2 separate regions of the Mus musculus genome follow, and region 2 is linked to region 1. Evidence: chromatin contacts called from public Hi-C data. All regions are on one chromosome and are shown on one strand. Each heading gives the region's core, a stretch centred on a gene start, on an enhancer-like site or on the middle of the called end of the contact. The rest is flanking DNA. Distances are from core to core; before and after follow the strand shown.

Region 1 (3,882 bases), core at 575-3,074:
ACCCAAGATTACCAGCCCAGAGATGGTCCCACCCACAAGGGGCCTTTCCCCCTTGATCACTAATTGAGGAAATGCCTTACAGCTGGATCTCGTGGAAGCATTTCCTCAACTGAAGCTCCTTTCTCTGTGATAACTCCAGCTGTGTCAAGTTGACACCCAAAACCAGCCAGTACACCCTCCAAGCAGGAAGACCCAAGTTTGAGTGCCAGAGCCCACAGGAGAAAGGCAGCATGGTGGCAACCATGTGTAATCACAGCACTAGGGAGGCAGAGACAGAACAAGGATCCTGGGGATCAGTAACCAGCAAGCCTGCCCTACTGAGTGATCCCAAAGATAGCTAAAGACCGTGCCACCAAAACAAGGTGGCTCATGCCTGAGGAGTGGCACCTGAAGTTGATCTTTGGCCTCTACATGCACACATACACACACACACACACACACACACACACACACTCACACACTCACACAGTCAAACACACACTCACACATACATACACACACGCATATTCTCATACACACATGCATTTACACACATGCATGCACAGTCAAACACACTCTCAAATGCATGCACACATGCACTCTCACAGCCAAACACACACTCACATATGCATACACACACACACTCACACACACTCTCACAGCCAAATACACACTCTAAATGCATGCATACACATACATCCACATACTCACACATGCACACACCCACATACACAGCCAAACACACACACATACAAGCACACACACAGTCAAACACATACATGCACATACATACTCATACATGCACACATTCACACATACACACACACATAGTCAAACACACACTCACGCATGCACACACACTCACACATGCACACACACTCACAGCCAAACACATACTCATACACACACACTCACAGCTAAACACATACTCATACACACACACTCACACATGCACACACACACACACACTCACAGCCAAACACACAGACTCTTTCTCTCTCTGTCTCTGTCTCTCTCATACACACACACACACACACACACACACACTCACAGCCAAACACACAGACTCTTTCTCTCTCTGTCTCTGTCTCTGTCTCTCTCATACACACACACACACACACACACACACACACACACACACACACACACATGACTGCTTAGTTGTTGGCATAGCTGAGACTAGTTCCTTGTTCTTTCTCAACTCTGGATATTATCTGGGAGTCATCAGGGAATTTTAAAAGTAATGACCTACTCTGCCCTGAATCTTCTGAGTTTACTGGTCAGCTGAGACCTGGATTGATGTTCCCGTCCTGCTGTGTGCTGTGTCCCATTTTCTGAGTAGCGTCTTACTGGGGACAGAATCCAGTCTGTCTCCTCTGTGTGTTTCCATATTCTTCCTCCTGAAGAGTCATCTCTGGGGCTGATGACTGAACAGACTCATCCAGTTCCAGGTTGTAGCTGTGACCCTCAGTGCTGACACCCTTCCAGACAGGGCTGCAGTTTTGTCTGTATGCAATTCACACGTGGCCCACACAGCCTCCTTGTCCCAGTGCCCTCAGCCCTCTTCCCTTCATAAATGAACAGCTGCACTGTGTCTGCCTCCCGAAGGAGCAAATGAGTCGCTGCTCCACCACCTTGCCAGGAGATGACAGAAGGAGACAGCTCCCTGTGGCCCTCAGGTGAGGCAATTAGATTGCTGTCTCTGTTGTCTGCGTTTCCATCACACCCACCCCACCCATGCCGCAGCTAACTCCCGTGTTGCTTTCAAGAGTTCACACTTGGAAAAGACCTCACCAATCATCTGTTCCCGTGTCCCGCTGGGCAGACATCCTCTGAAGCTCGCTGGCAGATGGCTCTCTGCTCTGCCAGAGCTGGCAGAGGAGCTCTTTTCATCCCACCGTGTTTGCTGTGCAGAGATGCTGGCTTTCAGCCTTTCGTGCTAGATTAGATCTTCCTTACTTCCCCCTTTACAAACCCCACCACTGAGGACTCAGAAAGGCTGTTCCCTCAGGGAGGCCAGATTGATTCGGAGGTCAGTGACTTGGGTTTGAACCTATGACCTCCAGCTAATGGCACTGTTGGTGGAGGCTGTGGAGCCTTTGGGAGGCAGGGCCTAGATGGAGGAAGTAGTTCTCTAAAGGCTGGGCCTTGAAGCTTGTATGTAGCCCAGGCCTGCTTCCTTTCCCACTTTGAATCCTGACCCACTAGCTTATGAATCAGTAACCACATATTTCTGCTACCACATATTTCTGCACACACAGTCATGAGTGACTCCACTGTCATCGTGTGGGAAATTATCTACTTACCCCAGATAGGGCACCAAGAACAGGCCAATGAGACAATTCCATCAAGTGTAGCTTGGTGGACCAGTGAGGTCCACCAAGTGGCAAGTTACTAAGTCATGGCTGCAGGAGTCAGTGATGGGGGCTTGGATGTCAATTGCATCCCTGAAGGCCTGCCCCATCATGATGCCTCAGGAAAGCTGCATCCCTGGACCTATCCCCCACCCCCACCCCCAGTGCACAGCACTAAACAGCTTAAACATCTAGAGAGTCTCCGCCACCTAACACCATCACTTCCTCTGCAACCCCAGGGAGCAGACCTGGGGACTTGTAACTTCCTCAAGTCCCCAAGCCCTTGGAGAGTCCCGAGCTTCCTCTCCCCTGCTGAAGGGAGTGTTCCAATTAGGAGAACGTGGTCACACAACTCTACCTTCCAGACCATAATGAATTCCACCCTCAAACTCTGAACCCGAAATAAATCCTTCCTCTTTTAAGTAGCTTCCTGTCATGTATTCTGTCACAGCAGTAAGAAAAGTAACAAAGCCAGACCAGTGAAGAGCCTCACTCAGTGTCCCTCAGGAGAAGTGGCAAATGATGTGCCTCTGAGGCAGGCTGTGCCGCGCATTCTAAGCATCACCTTCTGTTTCCAAGCAAGGATCCCTTGACTAGAGAGACCACCAAGTCTCTCTGTCACCAACCAGGTAGATGTGTGCGCTGAGCCCGGTAAAGCTTAAGGAGGTGAGTGAGCCTGCTGGTCCACAGTGGTGCTGGGTCTGACAGGGGATTCAAAATTTAGCTTTCTGAAAACCATCGGCTCCCCAGTGCTGCTTCTGAAGTGAAGATGCTGCCTAGACCTCCAGAGGCTGCCTTCAAGGTGTCTGATGCCGCCTCAGCTCTGGGTGAGGCTGCAGAGAGAAAACGAAGGCTGCCCACAGGGACCCCTCAAATGCTTGCACGAGTGTGAGAACGTGAGGGAAAGAGCGCTCGGCTCCTCAAACCCTTTCCTTCCATTTGCCAGACTCCACACTGGGCTGGATGGTGGGCGGCTGCCATACTGATGGACTTTGTTCTCGAGCCCTTTACACTAGAGTTTCCCCATATCCACATCATTCTGAGATCCAGCATCCTGGACGTCGCTGGGAAGACTGTATCTCTCACTGAGACCTACCACACATCAGTCCTCATCCTAACAGACTCTCAGGGAACTCTGTCAAAGGTGCCTCTGAAGATGCTACAAAGCCCTGCCCCAACACATCCCACATCAGATTGCCCTGTCCCGTCTCTGTGTGACAGAACTGTGTGACAGTTTCTCCATCTTGCTGTGCATTGTGGGATTATATCGCTGAGTTACAGAACATAGTCCAGTGAGCAAAACAGCATCCCTCTACCAGCTTGTAAGCATCCGCCATGGTGGGACTTGGTGACTGTCGATGCTCTCGCAAAGAAGAAGTAATGTGGAGGGTTACTGGACCCTCCCTTGAGAGTCCAGCTACAAGTGGCCTCAGGGACCTAAGGAAGGTGCTAAACCACATAGGCAGAGAAGGTTAATGGTGGGGGGGGGGGGGGCTCCATCTATGTGGCCAAGGGGGAGCCATCATTTGTGCTGGGTGTAGACCTTCCA
Region 2 (3,956 bases), core at 7-2,506, 95 kb after region 1:
GAAATGCATAATGGGGTTTGTCACCCGTGACAACTGTAGGGCATGTAGGAAGAGGCTGACAACGCCCCTCCTTTTAAGCCCCTGTAGAGATCAATGTGTATGGGGAGGGGATTTGGGGGTGAGGAGCTTGGAGTGGCAAGGCCGCATTTTCATAGCACTTAAGACCATTCAAGGTCCTTGCCATGGCTTTTGTGGATTAATCTGTGTCTAGTGCTATGTGTCTTTGTAATAAGAAACAAGACCCAAGCATGCTCCTTTCTCTCCCATGTTAATCAAGTCAGAATTCATCCTTAAGCCAGAGAATCCCAAAGGAACCTCAAACCCAGTTCCCCTCGATTACACTTGAGGGTTGCAGCCAATGTTTAACTATGACTGAGGAGTTTATAATTGGCATTCTGTGGCTGTCTGTATGGTGCTCCCAGTCCCTCAGAGGTCCCATGAACTTAGGATAATTACCATGTGTAAACCCCTCAGCCCAATGACAGAACGGTGACCCCATCATCAAACTAAAGCTCTTGCATTGGGGCTGGGACGTGGAGGGATTGGATAGAGCCGGTCCATCTGGAGAGGCGGCCTGCCTGCCTGCCTTTCCAGGAAATTTCCTCTGTGGGCGAAGCTCTGCAGACACTCCCAGCTGGCAGCGAGGAGCCCAAGGTCTGTGAGGTATTTTAAGAACCTTGGAAAGTGTCACCAAGGGACACGGGGTTTCTTTTGTGCATTGTCCTCTCATGGAAAAAGAATTTTAAGAACTGATACAGAAGGGAACTCGAGGACAGCAATTTTGAACGGGGGAAAAAAAAGAGAACACAGGTGGAGGCTGGGAGGAGGGAGGGGGGAAGTTACACTTTCTGAGTTCCAGCTCCTGAACGTGGCAGGTTCAGAACAGGGCATCTGTGCTGAGAGTCTCTAGGGCAGGCGAGGTTCACTCACGAAGGGAGCCGAGAGGGGCAGATGAGGTGCACTCGGGAAGGGGGCATTGCTCCGCCTGCTTCCGGTCCTGTTTCTCATCACCTCTCAGCCCTAGGTTGGTCTTGTCAGGTGTCTTAGTTTGCTTGCTGAGAAAAGACCCAATAAGAGCAAGTTAAGGAAGGAGGGTTTCTCTAGGCTCACTCTTGGAGGGATACCATCCATTGTGACAGAAGGATGTGGCAGCAGAGGTGACAGACAGCAGTCAGGAAGCAGAGAGACATGAAGGCCTCCGCTCAGCTCACCTCCTCCTCCCAGACCCTCCGCCCATGGAATGGCACCCCGACATCTAAAGGCAGTAGAGTAGCCTCTCCTCAGATTCGTGCACGTTCATCCCTGGAGGTGATGTCCTATGCAGAGAGAGCTACTGCTATTTTCAGAAGCAAAACCGAACTACCAGTGCGGAACAAGAGACTTAACTAAGGTTTGGGTCTGAGTGTGGAGTTGGCAAGAGGAAGTTTCATCACTCCTGTTCACAGGCACCAGGTGGCGCTGACTGCACGTCTTCGCAGCCCGGCTTCCTCGGGTTGCTAAGCAGCGGTCGGGAGGGGCGTGGTCCTTTGGAGCCCCCGACGCGCATTTGGGGCTTTTGTTTGTTGCTGTTTATAAAGGGAAACTTTAAAGGGCAATCCTGTCATGTTGGTATAAAAGCGGAGCTGAGATGTGAGTGGCTAAAGTGCCCCACAAGGATGAGGACGTGAGCTCCAATCCCCAATTCCCTCAACTCAAGTAGTAGTGTCTGCAATACCTGGCCTTGCCTCTTCCTTGAATCATGAACCAGAATAAATCTTTCTTCCCTTAAGCTCCTTGTCATATACTGGGTCACAGAGATAAGAAAAGTAGCTGATAGAACAGTCATAATGATATTATCATTGGTAAATGGGAGTTGGGATCCATTGTGCATGATATAAAAGTAAGGTTTAACCTCTGCTCATAAAGTCTTCAAAGTCAGGGGGGTGTGCTACCAGGAAGCCATGGCTGTTCATGTCCTTCTGGGAATAACAGTAACAAGTCAGCTGCCATGTGTAGGGCATCTGCTGAGACCTAGGAATGTGTATGATATGTTTGCCCAGAACTTTGTGCGTGGTGCACATGCACTGTGCCCCTCCCTTGCCAAGGACCACGGCACACTTACATTCCAGAAGATGAAAAGCTGTGCTCAGAGCAGTCAGGTCATCCTGCACAGCTGCAGCCACATTCACGAAGCAGTGCAAGAGACCACACCTGGCTAGGCAGGTGTCCTGGGTCTCAGTTTGCCAATGCAGGAGGAGCTTGAAGCCTGGTCCCCCGGCCCCCCCACCCCACCCCACCCCCGTCTCCTTCCCCTCTGCCAGAGTCACGGCTGTGTGTGAGTGAACCCCACACCCAGCTGTAAACTCAGTCTTGCTTACATTCTCTACATTGATCCTCCTTAAGATCCATAATCAGGAATCGGTTACTTAAGCATTTACTTGGAGCTTACTAAATCCAATCAGTTTGCATATCTGAAAATCTTGTTTTTACATTGCTTAAGGTAGTCTCAAGCAACTTCCTGGGATTCTTTCTACCTGCCAAGCAGGAAATGCTGAATTTTTAAAAAAACATTAATTATTTAAACTTTTTTAGTTAATTTCTATGATTTTGAGACAGAATCTCACTCTGTAGCCTGAGCTGGCCTTGAACTCATAGCAAAACCTCCTGTGTTAGCCTTCCAAGCACTGGGATTGCAATGAGTCTCCGTGCCAGGCTAAAGATGGAAACTACTGAGTTTGGACCATTATTCCTTAGTGGGGGGAAAATAATTTTTTATCTTGATATCCCCATCAAGTGTGAGGATTTAAGACGACTTTCTTGGTGAAGGACAAGTGACAGTATATTGCTGGAGAGATCCGAATCTACCAGCTGCTTAGTAGAGCTTAGCGATGATGAGACATATTAACTATGGGAGCCTAATGCGACTTTCCTCCAAAAGTAATTAGCCTGGTGCATGTTGACTAAAGCATTCTTGTGTTCCAGTGGCTACCCAGGGACCTGTGCATACACGAGATGTCCTCTTTGTCCTCCATAAGCCTGCATGTCCCATGTCATGCTCAGTAGAATGAAGATAGTCTTAGATATTAAGATAAATGGCTGTGTCAATAATAAAGTAATAACTTGGAGATTTTGGCTTTGGTACCATCGATCCTGCTGGAAGGACTGGATCTTTGCTGTGTCATGGACCCTATGTTTCATTTCCGGCTTCTCTACTCAGCTTGCACCGCCCTAGTCAAGACCTCCTCCTCCCACCCATTCTCCTCTGGCTCCACCCACACCAGGGGTAGGGGTAGAGGTAGGGGTGGGGGTGGAGGTAGGTAGGAATAGGGGTAGGGAGGGGTAGGGTTGGGTAGGGTAGGGATAGGGTTCTACATGTGGTGGGTTAGGGTTAGGAAGCTCATCTTCACCTGAAGTCCTACTCACAGCTAGATGGGAAGCATGCATCTAATCCCATCATTCAGGAGGCTGAGGATCAGAAGTTCAAGGTCATCCTGGCCTGTATAGGGGGAATCTTGCAGAACCATAGTCTGATGTCACAACTAAGACAGAGCATGGAACATATCACCCAGGTCTACTTGTCTCTTGTGTGTGTGTGTGTGTGTGTGTGTGTGTGTGTGTGTGTATGCCTGTGTATGTATTGTGTGTGTGCCTGTGTGTGTATGTGTGTGTGTGCCTGTGTGTGTATATGTGTGTGTATGTGTGCATGCTTATATGGTGTGCCTGTGTGTGTGTGTCTGTGTGTGTGTGTGTGTGTATATGTGTGTGCCTCTGTGTGTGTGTGTGCGTGCATGCCTGTGCTTATACGGTATGTGTGTGCATGCTTATATGGTATATGTGTGCCTGTGTGCCTCTGTGTGTGTGTGTGTGCGCGCATGCCTGTGCTTATACAGTATGTGTGTACATGCGTGCCTGTGCTTCCTGTATGTGTATGTGTTTGGCTCTATATAGTTTCACCACATGTAGGATGGCCACCACCA

What was found. A called contact is a pair of places that touch in the nucleus more often than the background predicts.
Region 2: a Hi-C map of cerebral cortex shows a contact between it and region 1, with 4 times the contacts expected there. The contact joins two enhancer-like sites. A contact is called at or near these places in 7 of 484 Hi-C or Micro-C datasets (brain, cerebellar granule neurons, cerebral cortex and 4 more).

Annotation. Positions count from the first base shown.
Region 1 is chr8:126,161,382-126,165,263 of GRCm38.p6, forward strand. All of the region lies in intron 2 of Slc35f3 (solute carrier family 35, member F3), which reads left to right. Among named protein-coding and RNA genes, the nearest start is that of Slc35f3, 24 kb to the left of the region's middle. Within about 2 kb of position 1,825, at least 40 of the 459 cell types and tissues checked have an H3K27ac peak or open chromatin away from gene starts, as enhancers often do. A contact at or near this core is called in cerebral cortex, where this site is marked.
Region 2 is chr8:126,256,870-126,260,825 of GRCm38.p6, forward strand. All of the region lies in intron 2 of Slc35f3 (solute carrier family 35, member F3), which reads left to right. Among named protein-coding and RNA genes, the nearest start is that of Gm31165, 33 kb to the right of the region's middle. Within about 2 kb of position 1,257, at least 6 of the 459 cell types and tissues checked have an H3K27ac peak or open chromatin away from gene starts, as enhancers often do. A contact at or near this core is called in cerebral cortex, where this site is marked.